Regions from separate parts of the Mus musculus genome. Here region 2 is linked to region 1. Evidence: chromatin contacts called from public Hi-C data. All regions are on one chromosome and are shown on one strand. The core of a region is the stretch at or near the end of the contact, and the rest is flanking DNA. Distances in the headings are between cores, read along the strand shown. Region 1 overlaps Tnr (tenascin R). Region 2 overlaps Tnr (tenascin R).

What was found. A called contact is a pair of places that touch in the nucleus more often than the background predicts.
Region 2: a Hi-C map of the N1E-115 cell line shows a contact between it and region 1, with 2.7 times the contacts expected there. The contact joins two enhancer-like sites. A contact is called at or near these places in 3 of 484 Hi-C or Micro-C datasets (the N1E-115 cell line, large pre-B cells and neutrophils).

Annotation. Positions count from the first base shown.
Region 1 is chr1:159,678,716-159,685,169 of GRCm38.p6, forward strand. The region is part of intron 1 of Tnr (tenascin R); the gene reads left to right. Among named protein-coding and RNA genes, the nearest start is that of Gm31348, 100 kb to the right of the region's middle. Within about 2 kb of position 3,451, at least 6 of the 459 cell types and tissues checked have an H3K27ac peak or open chromatin away from gene starts, as enhancers often do. A contact at or near this core is called in the N1E-115 cell line, where this site is marked.
Region 2 is chr1:159,905,540-159,911,993 of GRCm38.p6, forward strand. All of the region lies in intron 18 of Tnr (tenascin R), which reads left to right. Among named protein-coding and RNA genes, the nearest start is that of Gm31667, 120 kb to the right of the region's middle. Within about 2 kb of position 3,157, at least 4 of the 459 cell types and tissues checked have an H3K27ac peak or open chromatin away from gene starts, as enhancers often do. A contact at or near this core is called in the N1E-115 cell line, where this site is marked.

The DNA.
Region 1 (6,454 bases), core at 2,201-4,700:
TTTCAGATTTGATGGCTGGCCTGGCAGGGTTCCCATTTGGAAACCTGGAAGGACTTACCATCACTCAGAACCGGGCACCTTTCAGATCACTGTTTGTTTTCAAAGAAGACTTCCCGAGGATGTGAAACCCTTTGTTCTTCTTATAAAACTACCCAGACTCTCCCCATCCTCACTATGGAAAGACAGCACTATGAATTTAAATAAATCCACATGCTATAAGATGATGGGGGATCGGGAAAATATGAGCTCTCCTTGTTTTGACCCCCAAATACAAAATCCACCCCCCTCTCCTCTCCCTCTCTGATTGAAAATAAGAGTAGGTAAAATGTTATGGACATTTTGAGCCTACAAAATGAAACCTGCAAAGAAGATTCTTTGAAAGTGGGTAAAGAGTCCCACAAGCTTCCTTAGTTTGAGAGTTGCAGAAGGAAGAGAGCAGACTCCATGTGCCTGCCACGATTATAATGTGGTAAGACTGCTATTCTTGTGTGGCTCATTAACTAGCTTTAAAGATAATTCCAGGAGAAGTTCAAAGGATATATTGAGCAGTGGGAGAATCAGCCAAGGCATTACTTTGAATGACAGCTTTCCCTGGGTTTCCTGTAAAAAGTTAATCACATTGCATATGCAAGTAGACACCCCCAGGTGTACTGTCTAGCTTCATTCATTAATGATATTCATTTATGGCTTTTCTGAGCCCTTACCCAGTGTATCCCACCATGTCACGTGCTATGGGGCAGACAGCAAACATGGTCCTGTTCGTCTGACCCTTCGATCTTCTCAGAGGGGTTAGGTTGGAAAAGCACAAAACATATGACTGACATGGCAAGACTGAATTTGTCAAAATAATTCACCACACCTCAGAAACGAATGTCAAACTGCATTTTGCATCAGCTACCAGAACCACCTCTCCATTTTTTCTCCCCCCATAGTATCTGCCTGTCCAAATCAGTTTCTCGGTGTGAGAGGGTTCTGGGTCCACTCTATGAGAGAATGTCTGGAGGGTGGAGTTCTCTTCTTTGACTTTGTATTCTCTCTTTTATGCCATTCGGGCTTTAGCATCTTGCAAAAGGTTCTCTGGTGTGTCTAGGTTGCTATGGGGACCAATAACATCCTTAAAAACAGTAGTGGAAGGAGTTACAGAGACAAAGTTTGGAGCTGTGATGAAAGGATGGACCATCTAGAGACTGCCATATCTGGGGATCCATCCCATAACCAGCTTCCAAACGCTGACACCATTGCATACACTAGCAAGATTTTGCTGAAAGGACCCAGATATAGCTGTCTCTTGTGAGGCTATGCCGGGGCCTAGCAAAGACAGAAGTGGATGCTCACAGTCAGCTATAGGATGGATCACAGGGCTCCCAATGGAGGAGCTAGAGAAAGTACCCAAGAAGCTAAAGGGATCTGCAAGCCTATAGGTGGAACAACAATATGAACTAACCAGTAACCCCCTGGAGCTTGTGTCTCTAGCTGCATATGAATCACTGGAAAAAGTGGCCCATTAGTCGTGCAAACTTTATATGCCCCAGTACAGGGGAACGACAGGGCCAAGAAGTAGGAGTGGGTGGGTGGGGGAGTGGGTGGGGGAGCGTGTGGGGGACTTTTGGGATAGCATTGGAAATGTAAATGAAATAAAACCCAATTTAAAAATAAAGGAAAAAAAAACAGTAGCTGACCCTGGAAGGAGAAGTAAGAGGGGGAAAGAAAATGAATGGAAGGATAAAAGGCAGAACCTACCAGAGATAAGAATCAGAGTTATTTCCCAAAGAGGAAAGACAGTAGAAAATAAGGGATTTGGGAGTGGTACACTTTTCTCCTCTCTAGATTCATGGCTCTAGAAATCCACCCTGGCCTCTCAGTCTCCAGCCTTGCATCCTCCTGGTCATTTTACAAACCATCATTCAGAATTCTAACTTTATCCTGCTTCTCAGAACTCTCTGTGGGTTACCACGGAGGCAAGCAAAGTCCAAGCTCCCAACTTTGACCACTCATTATCCATACAAATTCCCTGCACCGTCTGCCCATTGCTGGACTTTTGAAACTTGTAGTTACCTAAATGCATTGTGTTCTTGGCCAAGCCTTCTCTTTTGCCTAGACTGCATTCCCTATCCACCCAAGGAACTCACCCACTCACCAGCTCCCTGCAGACTTTACCCCCTTCCCTTGACTCTTCCTCATCCCCACTGCCTATAGCACTCCCTAGTCCTTATAAAATGCCTTGTATTGTATGTTAGCTACACAATTATTGAATCTTAATTGCAAGAAGGTAAGAAGGAGGGAGGTAGAGAGGGAGGGAAGGAGGGATACAGAGGGGGAGGGGAGGGGAGGGGAGGGGAGGGGAGGGGAGGGAGGTAAAACAGGAAACAAGATTACTCCCTTTATTTTTTGGCCCAGATTAAACAAATGTTTATAACGAGTTGTCATGAATGATAGTTATATTCCTCACTTGAGACAGTTATCTGGATGAAACACTGAGTGGTGGTGGAGAGGCACATTATTTAATTTTCGAGATTCTGATATAACTACATTTCTCCCCCCTGTCCTCTCTCCAAACACTCCCATATGAGAGGCACTTCTTGACACTTGGTAGCACTACTGTGGGCAAGGGACTGGGGTGATAGCTTCAGTTCTTGGCAGGAGAGGAGAGAATTTTCTGCCCAGAAAGAACACAACTCCACTAAGGCTGTTGACCACCCTAGCCCTGGCTCCAGCATCAAAGACTGCAGAAGCCGTTCACCCTCTCTGCCAGCCACGGGGGCTGGCATCTCCTGACTGGCTCTCATTCAGGTGCCTCTCTGTAACAAGTGCAGAAAAAAAGTGGCAAAGTTCAGACCAGGTTTCCATGTGTTCTCATTCTAGCTTGGCTTTGGGGTCTCCTCACTAAGCCATGTCCTGGTGCCCTTTAGCATCCAGAGCCAGAGGCAGTAGGAGGCATGGCTAATCCTGGAGCCTCCCTCTCACTCATTGGTGGTCCAGCTGTGATGCAGTCATCTCCTTCCTCCCTGCTGGTCAGAGCATCTATCTGGGTAATGTGCTTATCTTTCTGCTCCTGTCATTTTCACCTTCTTTCCATTGCACTATTTGCACTGTTTATATTTTCTGTCTATTCTGTTTTATGGGCCCTTTCCATCCACAGCATCTATCCTGTTGCTACTGTGATCTATTTATATTCCTTGCAGTGGCTGACTTCCCTTTCCTTTTAAATCTCCTTTATCAATCTTGTTTACCTTCTCTATCAGCCCTTTCATCTTGCAATTATCTAGTTATCCATACAGCTAAACTGCCCTCCCTCTCCATCTCTGTCCTTAGCTTGTACTTGGATCTACTTGGAGCCTTCCTGCTTTATGCTTACCTCCTATTTCCTGCATTTGACCAGTGACCCCTGTTCAACTCCCTTGGGCAAGACATGCTCAGCTAGACACCCGCTGCTATAGACAGGAGATCTGAGTCCATTTACTACGAATAGCAGGAGCTGCTATGCCTTGGGTATCCTGTTCACACAAGACCCGGAGCTGGGTCTTCATTTCCTGTGTGCTGCAACATTTCTAGGCAATTTCCTCCCATGTTACCGAGGAGGGGTAGAGGCTCAGGGAGGTGAAGTGACTGGCTGAGGGTCACACAGTTAATAAGTGCAATATTGACAGCCCACTCCTAGTTATCTGCATGAGCAATGGCATTGATAATCTTTGCCTGCAGAAAAAAATGTAAAACTCATCCCTAATAGGCTTGGGAATACAGCATCTGGGGCAGCAGGTTTTCCTCCTGGTGCAGCTCTGCTGCAGCTGATAATCAAGCATGGGGCAAGAAAAGCTGATGTGTGGAATGTCAGTGCCGCAGATTCTGAAACCGTGAGATCCTATCATGAATGTGTCATAGAGGCAGTGTGGCTCTCTGCAGGGGAAAGGCCTGAATCATGGCTACCAGCCTCTGTGCCAGCCCTGCTGTCCCAAGCTCCCATCCCCAGTTCCGTGGCAGTTGCCATTCCACACAGCCATGCTGACCAAGCTTTCATATGGCGATAAAAGACACCTAGTACATGCCAAAGGATGGCACCCCAAGATTCCATGGCCCAGAATAAACCATGGAGAGATCATTGATCAGCCCCCAGTGATGATTCGTATTAAATGCTAACTTGACAGAATTTAGACTTACCTGGGAGATGGGCCATTGGACATACAGGTGTGTATGTGGGTGGATTATCTTATTTGTGTTAAGTGATGTGGAAATATCCATTTCTATTATGGTCAGGAGTATTTACTGACAAGGGATGCAGGCCTTCAGAAAATAGAGAAAACAAGCAGCGTGCATTTGCTGCTCTGTGTTCCTGATTGCACATTTGATATGACCAGCTTCTTCAAGCTCCTGGAGCCTTGGCTACCACTGACCATGACGACTGTATCACTTACCTGTGAGCCTGACTAAGCCCTTTCTCCCCTGTGTTGCTTTTGTTGGGGTATTTCATCTCAACACTAGGGCAAGAAACTAAGGCAAGACTCCCTTTCAATGTGTTAGATAGCAAAGAGATTCCAGAAAGGAAATGGGATGAGATGGAAGCGAGTGGATCAGGCCAATTAGAAGTCAATCAACAATCAATCAATTAATTAATCGAGCAAGCAAGCTTGGTGAGCTAAACAGGGATCAGAAGGACAGAGAAAATCAATAAAGAAAGGAAAGCTAGCACTATATGGGGGAAGCTAGTGAGTTCTCTGAAGGCAGCCTTCTGAGTTTTCCCCTATCAGGAAGAGTTGGCCAGTGTGCATGCCCCTCCCCCATGGCCCACCTGCCGTATGGAATACATGTTTAACTCTGAGCATGGACTTTCTTCCCTAACAGATTATGGCAACAGAGCCCCCTAATCATAATACATATAGTATACAGGAATAAATTGAAACCCCCCAGGGGGCGGCTTGCTTTCTTCCCTAATCACTACAGTTTTATGCTAAGCCTTAAAGGGGTTTGTGTAGTACAGAGGCAGAAAGCCCAGTCACTTACATAGAACAAGGCAGTGAAGAGTTAGGAACACATCCCAGCACTGACTGGGAGCACGGACGGGGTGGGGGAGGGGTCTTATCCTGGTATGAGAGATGAAGAAGGCTTGCTGAAGATGGTGGCATTTATGCTGGGTCTGTTAAAATACCGAAGAGAAATGCAGACATTTTAAATCAATGGACTTTAACAAGGTACAAGGATGTTCATGAAATATTCCCTAGCTTGGGGTGATGCACTGGGAATGTTGATAGAGGAGGAAGAGGAGGAAGAGGAGGAGGAGAAAGAGGAGGAGGGAAGTTGTTTTGTGTGAGGAGCTGATTTTGGGAAGTATACATTCTGCCTCCGTTGTGTCTTTGTAGCCACTGTGTTTGGCACAGCCATGGTTGGTCCTCCAAGAACACGTTCAGTTGTGTGTGATGCAATGACAGAAGTAACCATAAGGATGCAGATGCGGCTTTCTGAGGCCCAGCCAACAGTCACCGTGAAGCTGAGTGGCAAGGACCAGAACCCTGAAACTGAGAGCATTTCTCCCTATACGTTCCCCTCTCCTCCCAGCTTTCCAAACCCTCACCATCTGACTTTGTACCTCTTTCAAATGAAACAGGTTGCATATTGCTGAGCTGACAGAGGCTCCCTACCCAGACTAATAGAGCCCGCCACACGGAAGTAATTTCTTGTTAAACTTCTATCCAGTGAAATCCAACCACTGCACACAGCAGGCCCGGCTGTGCTGGTACTGCCAGCCTGCCACCGAGGCGCAAGGGAATAAAGGAAAATGCTTAGCATTAAATTTCATGTAAATCAGACTTTATTTGCTCTGGTGACAGGTTATTACCTTCTGCAGGGAACGAGGGGAGAAACGGCTGCCACTGAAGACAGAGTTCCCCCAGTGAGCTTCCATAGCAGCCTCTTGCAGCAGGCATGCCTAACTCACCTGCTTTGCCCCACCCATCCACTCTGCTACCTTCTCTGTAAATGGCCAGGGTCTACAGGCTCTTCTTGGCATAGAAGCCCTGCCTACACAGCCTTCCTGATGCTTCAGAGATGGTCACTATTTATGTGGACTTCCCCACTAAGGACATTGGGCACTCTTCACCTTGCTTTGTGGCTCAGTCTATCTCCCACCAAGAACATTCTATATAGCAATAAACTCATTCAGACTCAGCTCACTCCAAAGCCTCCAGTCTTGCCTTGCCACCCAGCCTTTGATACTCCTCCCTTTGAGTTTTGTTCATCTTTTACCCCTGGTCCACCTCTCTTGACTGATACACTTCTACACGCAACCAACATGTTTATGGAGAAGCTGTGTACTTAAAATGATGGTTTGCCTCTTCCTGATGTATATTACTGATCTCCTCAGCCAGGCTATGGCAGATTCCAGGATGAGATCAGTACCCAATGTGTTCATATCCACCCAGAGTAGATGTTCTACCTTCTAGGGGACAAAACCTTCTACAGCACA
Region 2 (6,454 bases), core at 1,907-4,406, 230 kb after region 1:
AGCTTTATTCCTTGGGGCATGGATAGATACTCCATCCTTTAAGCCCATTCTCTCTTCAGGTTGACAGGCTCTCCTTCTGGTAGTGTATGTGGTCGAGAAAGACCAAATGCAGATGAAAGGGGCCAGGCAATGAGTTCTCTGTACCAACATAGGGAGAAAGAGTAGACTTCAAAACCCTCATCCAGCCTGGGCTATCCCTTTAATACTGTTTTGTCTAGCTGTTTATTTCAATAAGAATAACTCTGGCCTCACTGAGCAAATTGAAAACTTTATTTCCTTTTGCCGCTTCTGTTTCTTGAAAGACATTGTATAAAACTAATGAGAGTTCACCTTCAAGCTCTCAATCTGTTCTCACTAGCGAAGACATCTGAGCCCGGAGACTCTTGTTAATGTGGGATTTTTAACTACAAAATAAACTTTGAAAAAAATAGCTATCATACTCTACACATTATATTATTTTAGTTTGGGGGACATCTAGGAAATGGTGGTATTCAAGGAATGGTCCTCTTCTTTAAGTCACTGAACGTATTTATAGAGTAGTCACACTAGTGAACAGGGCACAGATACATGGCCACCCTTTTTTGAGAGTAGTGAATCCTCTTGAACAGTATAACTATTTACTGTAGATTATACTAATTGGTTCTCAATCTATGAGTTGTAACCCCTTTGCGGTCATATATCAGATATCCTGCATATCAAACATTTACATTACAAATCCTAACAGGCAAAATCACAGTCAGGAAGTAGCAATGGAAATCACTTTATGGTTAGGGGTCCCTACAATATGACACACTGTACTAAAGGGTCAAAGCATCAGGAAGGTTGGGAAGCATCCCTGAAAGATGATCTTATAAATGCTACAGAAAAATCTCACATGTCACTAGTCACAGGATTTTATTTGGCCCATTTTAAATTGTGTCATTGCACATGTCTCAGAGAATCTAATTTTGTGTTCTCTGTTATTATCATAGGGGATGGATACTATCACTCATGTGACACTAAACATCTAATAAATATTGATGGGGCACCTATTTCGTGTCAGGCTCCGTTCTAAATGCTAAGGATAGTGGTAAGAAACAAGTCAGATGCATATCCCTGTGAATTTTAATAATAAAAGATTTCTTTTGCTGGCTTACATGATATAATTGAAATAGTTCAACAATGGCTGCCTCTCACTGGAGAGGTTGAGACTGTATAATTTTGTTTTTTTAAGATTTATTGATTTATATGAGCACACTGTAGCTGTTTTCAAACACCAGAAGAGAGATCAGATCTCATTACAGGTGGCTGTAAGCCACCATGTGGTTGCTGGGAATTGAACTCAAAACCTCTGGAAGAAGAGTCAGTGCTCTTAACCACTGAACCATCTCTCCAGCCCTGTATAAATTTTTACTCAAGGAGTGGAGGCACAGAAAAACACAGTCCCACCGGGTGTGGTGGCACATGCCTTTGATCCCAGCACTCGGGAGGCAGAGGCAGGTGGATTTCTGAGTTCAAGGCCAGCCTGGTCTACAAAGTGAGTTCCAGGACAACCAGGGCTACACAGAGAAACCCTGTCTCGAAAAACCAAAAATAAAAAACAAAAAACCAAAAACAAACAAACAAAAAAAAAACCCCACACATTCCCATCTCCAAAGGGAAAATTTAAGTAATGCTACATATACAAAGATAGAGAAGGGTATCTACTGGCTTCAGAAGAAGGTCCCTCTTCGTACGCAGCATGATTCAGTCACTGTTATCACATCCATCCAACACAGTGCTAATTAGTTAGGTAAATCTTCAGTTTTCCAATTGGTCTGTGCTTCTCCACATGCCGGCAATACCGTCCTCTACCGGTATGTGGCTGATCTCTGTCAGTTCCTAAAGTAAGAAAGCTTGCTGATCAGCACTTGTCAAATTCTACTCCGTTCTAGAACCCCACCTCTCAGCCCCTCTTCAGCAGCTCCCATGTTCACTGCCCTTCACACCCACTTTGATGCCCTTCTAACCTCCCATCTTGGTCTCAGAGCTTGAAGTCATATTTGTTTTCCCATAAGACCATGAGCCACTTGTAAGACGTCTTTTCTCCTTCTATGTTTTCCCATCTCTTAGCCTGGCATTTAGAAATCAAGGGACATTTTCCTATATGTCTTTTAAGTGAGTAACAAGACAACAAGCTAGTAAATTTGAAGATTATCTGAGAAAATTGAAGTGATGGATTAAGCTCCTATGGGCTAGGCTCTATCCACAGCCTCTGTCTGCACCCCAAAATCTTATCAGCTACTTTGCAAATACGAGCCATTAATTTTAACATAGTTAAAATTAATTCTGTGGAGAAAAACAATACTTTATTCTGCATTTACTGAGAAAACTGCTGTGGCTGTTCGCTGAGGGGCATGCTGACGTCACAGCTTCAGCCCTGATGCTGAGTCCATCAGAGTGGACAGTGGGCAGAGGCTCTCTAGAGCTATTAAATCTGATCATTTTAAAGGCTGGACCCAAGGACACAAAACAAAAGAGGGCTGGGAATGGACAGAGAAGCGTCTCCCACTCCCCACTGGCACAGAGCCATCTGATTGCCCTGTGTGTCATCATGAAGATAGCCACTCACCACTCAGCAGGCAGCCTTTGATGCCCAATACAAACCAATTTCTGAGCAATTCTTCTGGTGAATGCCCTGGGCCTGTGGATCTCACAGTTACATCTAGAAATACTTAACCATAAGACACTTCACTGTGGCAATCATTTGGCTTTGTTTTCCTTCTAACTTGGTAATAGCCATAGCCCGTGCTTAAAAAAAAAAAAAAAAAAAAAAAAAAAAGGCTACCCTATCCACCCAGGCTCCAGTTACTGCACCAGGAGGAAGGAGAGAGAGCCTTCTAGGTATGTGCTTGGTCTAAAATAATTATTAGAATGATCAGGGTTAAAGGTAGATACCTGATTAGATTAAATGGCATCCAGAGAGCTAAGGATCGGCCCTGGTAGTCTTCTAAAACATATGAATTCCAGATCAATTGGAACATGAATGTGTTTTTATGATTTTTAGCTGAGTCAAAGTCCAATACCACCAAAGCAGTAGGGTGAAATCGCAAAGACTAGAATACAAGGCTTAAGCTCAAGGCCAAATATCCCCTCTTCTTTCCATCCCACCCCAAACAGAAAGATGGGGTGCTCAGGATGTTCTTCTTAGAGACAAAAGATTATGAGAGGGAGAGAGAGAGAGGGAGAGAGAGAGAGAGAGAGAGAGAGAGAGAGAGAGAGAGAGAGAGAGAGAGAGAGAGAACAGGAAAGTGTATGTGTGTGTGTATGTGTGTGTGTTTAAGAAGGAGAGGAGAAAAATTAATTCTGTTATTCGCCCAGTCATGTGGATCTAAGCAGGGAGAGCTGGCCAAGAGGCCTCAGGTCACCATCTCATTTACCATTTCTAACTCTTGGCTTCCGAGAAGAGAAAAATGCAAACTGAAAACAGCTCTATGTGAATGAAGCTCTTTAGTCAGATACTGAGTCCTGAGACTGTCTCCCTGCTCGACTTGGTAGACCTGGGATGGAGCACAGGAATCTGAAGGATAAGGAAATCCGTAACTTGAGAGCCCTCAGCAAGCCTTTGCTTTCTCTCATCACATTAAAGGGACAAGTGTGTTAATGGAGGACTAGTGACTCTGAGACAAACTTGGGATGCTTTCGAGGCTGGCGCAAGATGGCAAGAAGCTTCATGTGGAATCTTCTCCAAGTTCCCAGGGAATGAAAAATCCCAGGTTGCTGCTTCTGATAGTCTGCAGAAGCAAAGTGCTTCGTGATTGCCTTTCCACTAATGCCATAGACTAAATTACAGTAAATTGAATCTATTAACAACCAGATGGCCTTGTAATTTGTCAAGGGTAAGGCAAGTGCGCCCAGCAACCATGCATCAACCTCCCACACACTTGGATAGTGCTTCCACCTTCCAGCTAACTATAGGAGCCCAGAAAGCAGGGCATATGGTCCTCCCTCTCCCAACCTTCATCTGAGACCTTTATCCCATCCATCTTTGACACTCCTTAGACACTTATCTCTTCAGTTGATCTTATTCTTATCTCCCAGCTTTAAAGATGAGTGAATGCCTCTTTTATGACAGCATCTTAGATACTTAAAATTCCTCTTCCTCAGAACAAGTCATCTCAATATATTATATGTGCTTACATTATGTCTAACTTTAGAAAAACTAAGAGTGGATCTGAACCCCCTTCAAGTATCTATAACATACATTCTAGTAGTTATCAACGAAGAAGGGGTTTATATAAAATTGTTTACTTCTCTATTCTCAAAATGGATTTGGTTTTATATACGTATTTGAGTGATGTTACTGTGGTGAGTTTTGAGAAAAGTTTTTTTGTGGGGGAATCCATGGACAACTGAGACATGCAGATTTCTGTCTCCCCAAGAAAATGGGCTGGTTTAATGATGATCTCTTCCTTTGGGAGAAACAGTGAACAAGGAAGCAATAGGCTGGATGCCAAGCACATTATATGCTGATCTAAAAGGAAGACCACAGACAGTGAGAGAGGGAAAGGCAAGTAGGCACATTGGTTGCTCCGGAGACCAGGGTCAATAATAGCCTAGATGACCAGAAATAAGGCCAGTGTTCCCAAAGCAACACAGAGAGGAGACAGTCATTCATGTCTGTTCTCTGAAATGAATGGAAACCTCAGGGACAGGTGAGACGTGAGCTTTCATGATGTCTAGGACATGCTGGAGATACAATTCAATAGCTTTAATAAAGCTACTACAAAAGTCACTTTTGATGGGAAAACACTTAATTTGAACATAATGCTTTCTGGGGTAACTTTAGTTCTTGGAGTATTATATGCTTATGTTAAATAAAAACTCAGTCACTCATTGGAAAGATGAAAACCTTAAAGAAACTAGAACACATTTGAAGGTGCTTTTTAAAGATTTATTTCACATTTTATTTGTGTTTATGTCTATGTGTATGCACCTCATGTCTGTAAGTGCCCAGAAAGACCAGAAGAGGATGTCAGATCCTCTGGAGTGGTTATGAGTAATCTGATGTGGGAAAACTTGGGTCCTCTGAAAGAGCAGCAAATGTTAAGCACTGGGTCATCTCTCCATCCCTGGCTGTATTTATTGTTCTAATAGAATATACGCTTGACTAAGCTCTGCAAACTTGAATACAAGTTATCTGAAAAAGCCAGTCAGGGAATCTTTCTGAGCAGTTTCCTTGTCTGTTAACATAAGTCTCAGCTCTCCACTGTCCTGCCTTCCTCTAACGTCTCTCACAAGAATGAAATAGAAACAACAACACATCTTGTGAAATATAAGTTTTATAGAAGCATATTACCAATTCTTGGGTGACTGTACTTGAAGTGTATTGTTCCCTCAAGCTATTTTTGACAGACCTGTGGCAGCAATCTGGAACATAGAACTAAGAGTTAATCTGTCTCTGGGTCAGGTGGCAGGTAGGGGGTAGGACATAGGAGTAAGGGCTTACATGGAGACTACAAAACTTCGGTTGCTTCTTCCTAGAACAGAATGCTTTACAGACAACCTGTGATGGGGACTCTCAGGAAAGTTCATGTGTCATCTTTTTTATGTGACATGCTATATCTAAATGGTTCACTGCCTGGCCTTTCCAAGGGGCTGAGTGTCACATATAGTATAGGAGTAAAACCACCAGGAGGCGCTGTAGTAGCTAACACCTGCGGTTTGCCTCACCCTCCTCCCTTCATGTCTACCTCACTTATACACAGAAACACGGTACTGTATCGTACTGTGTTGTCTGACCATATTCTTCATTGACCCAGAAACCCACATTTACAGAGCACTCCAGCCACCATGCCTCTCATGGCAGGCTGTGCCTTTAATTTCCCCTCTCAGCAAAGTCCCTCCAGTAGACTGCTCTCAGTTTGCCTGATAAGCACAAAACTTATCTCGGAGCAAAGCACTTCAGGATTGAAGCTTCTCTTACAGCTAATTAGGTATTGTTTTACAGATTGGGCTGTTCCTTCTGAAAGATGAGCTGCAATTTATTTCCCCTGCCCTGTCCTTGAATTAAAACTGAACTGTAAAACATGGCCATTTGATTGTTTAGTACAATCAAGAGATTGCTTTGTACAGGGACCAGACATTCATCGCTGTGGTAATGCTGAGCGTGTGTGAGCATCCCTTCATGGCTGCCATGTGGATGACAGAGGCTTTCTTCAGATGCCTTCTTACCTTTGAATAGGTCCCTACAGTGCTTCACTGGCCCATCTCTTAAACAATCACCAAGGCCAAGGGGGAAGTCCTTGTGACCCCCATTTTACTGCTGAGACTGGATGTTCAAGGCCTTTAGCTTATACTCAAGCATCTTGGTAATCAGAGAATCTACACCTTTGGTCCTCAGAGGCCATAAGTCCAACATGAGTTCAGATTTCACACCCACACAGTCTGAATTCACTTAGAACTTTTTACATCTCATGATGAAGGACCAACCACA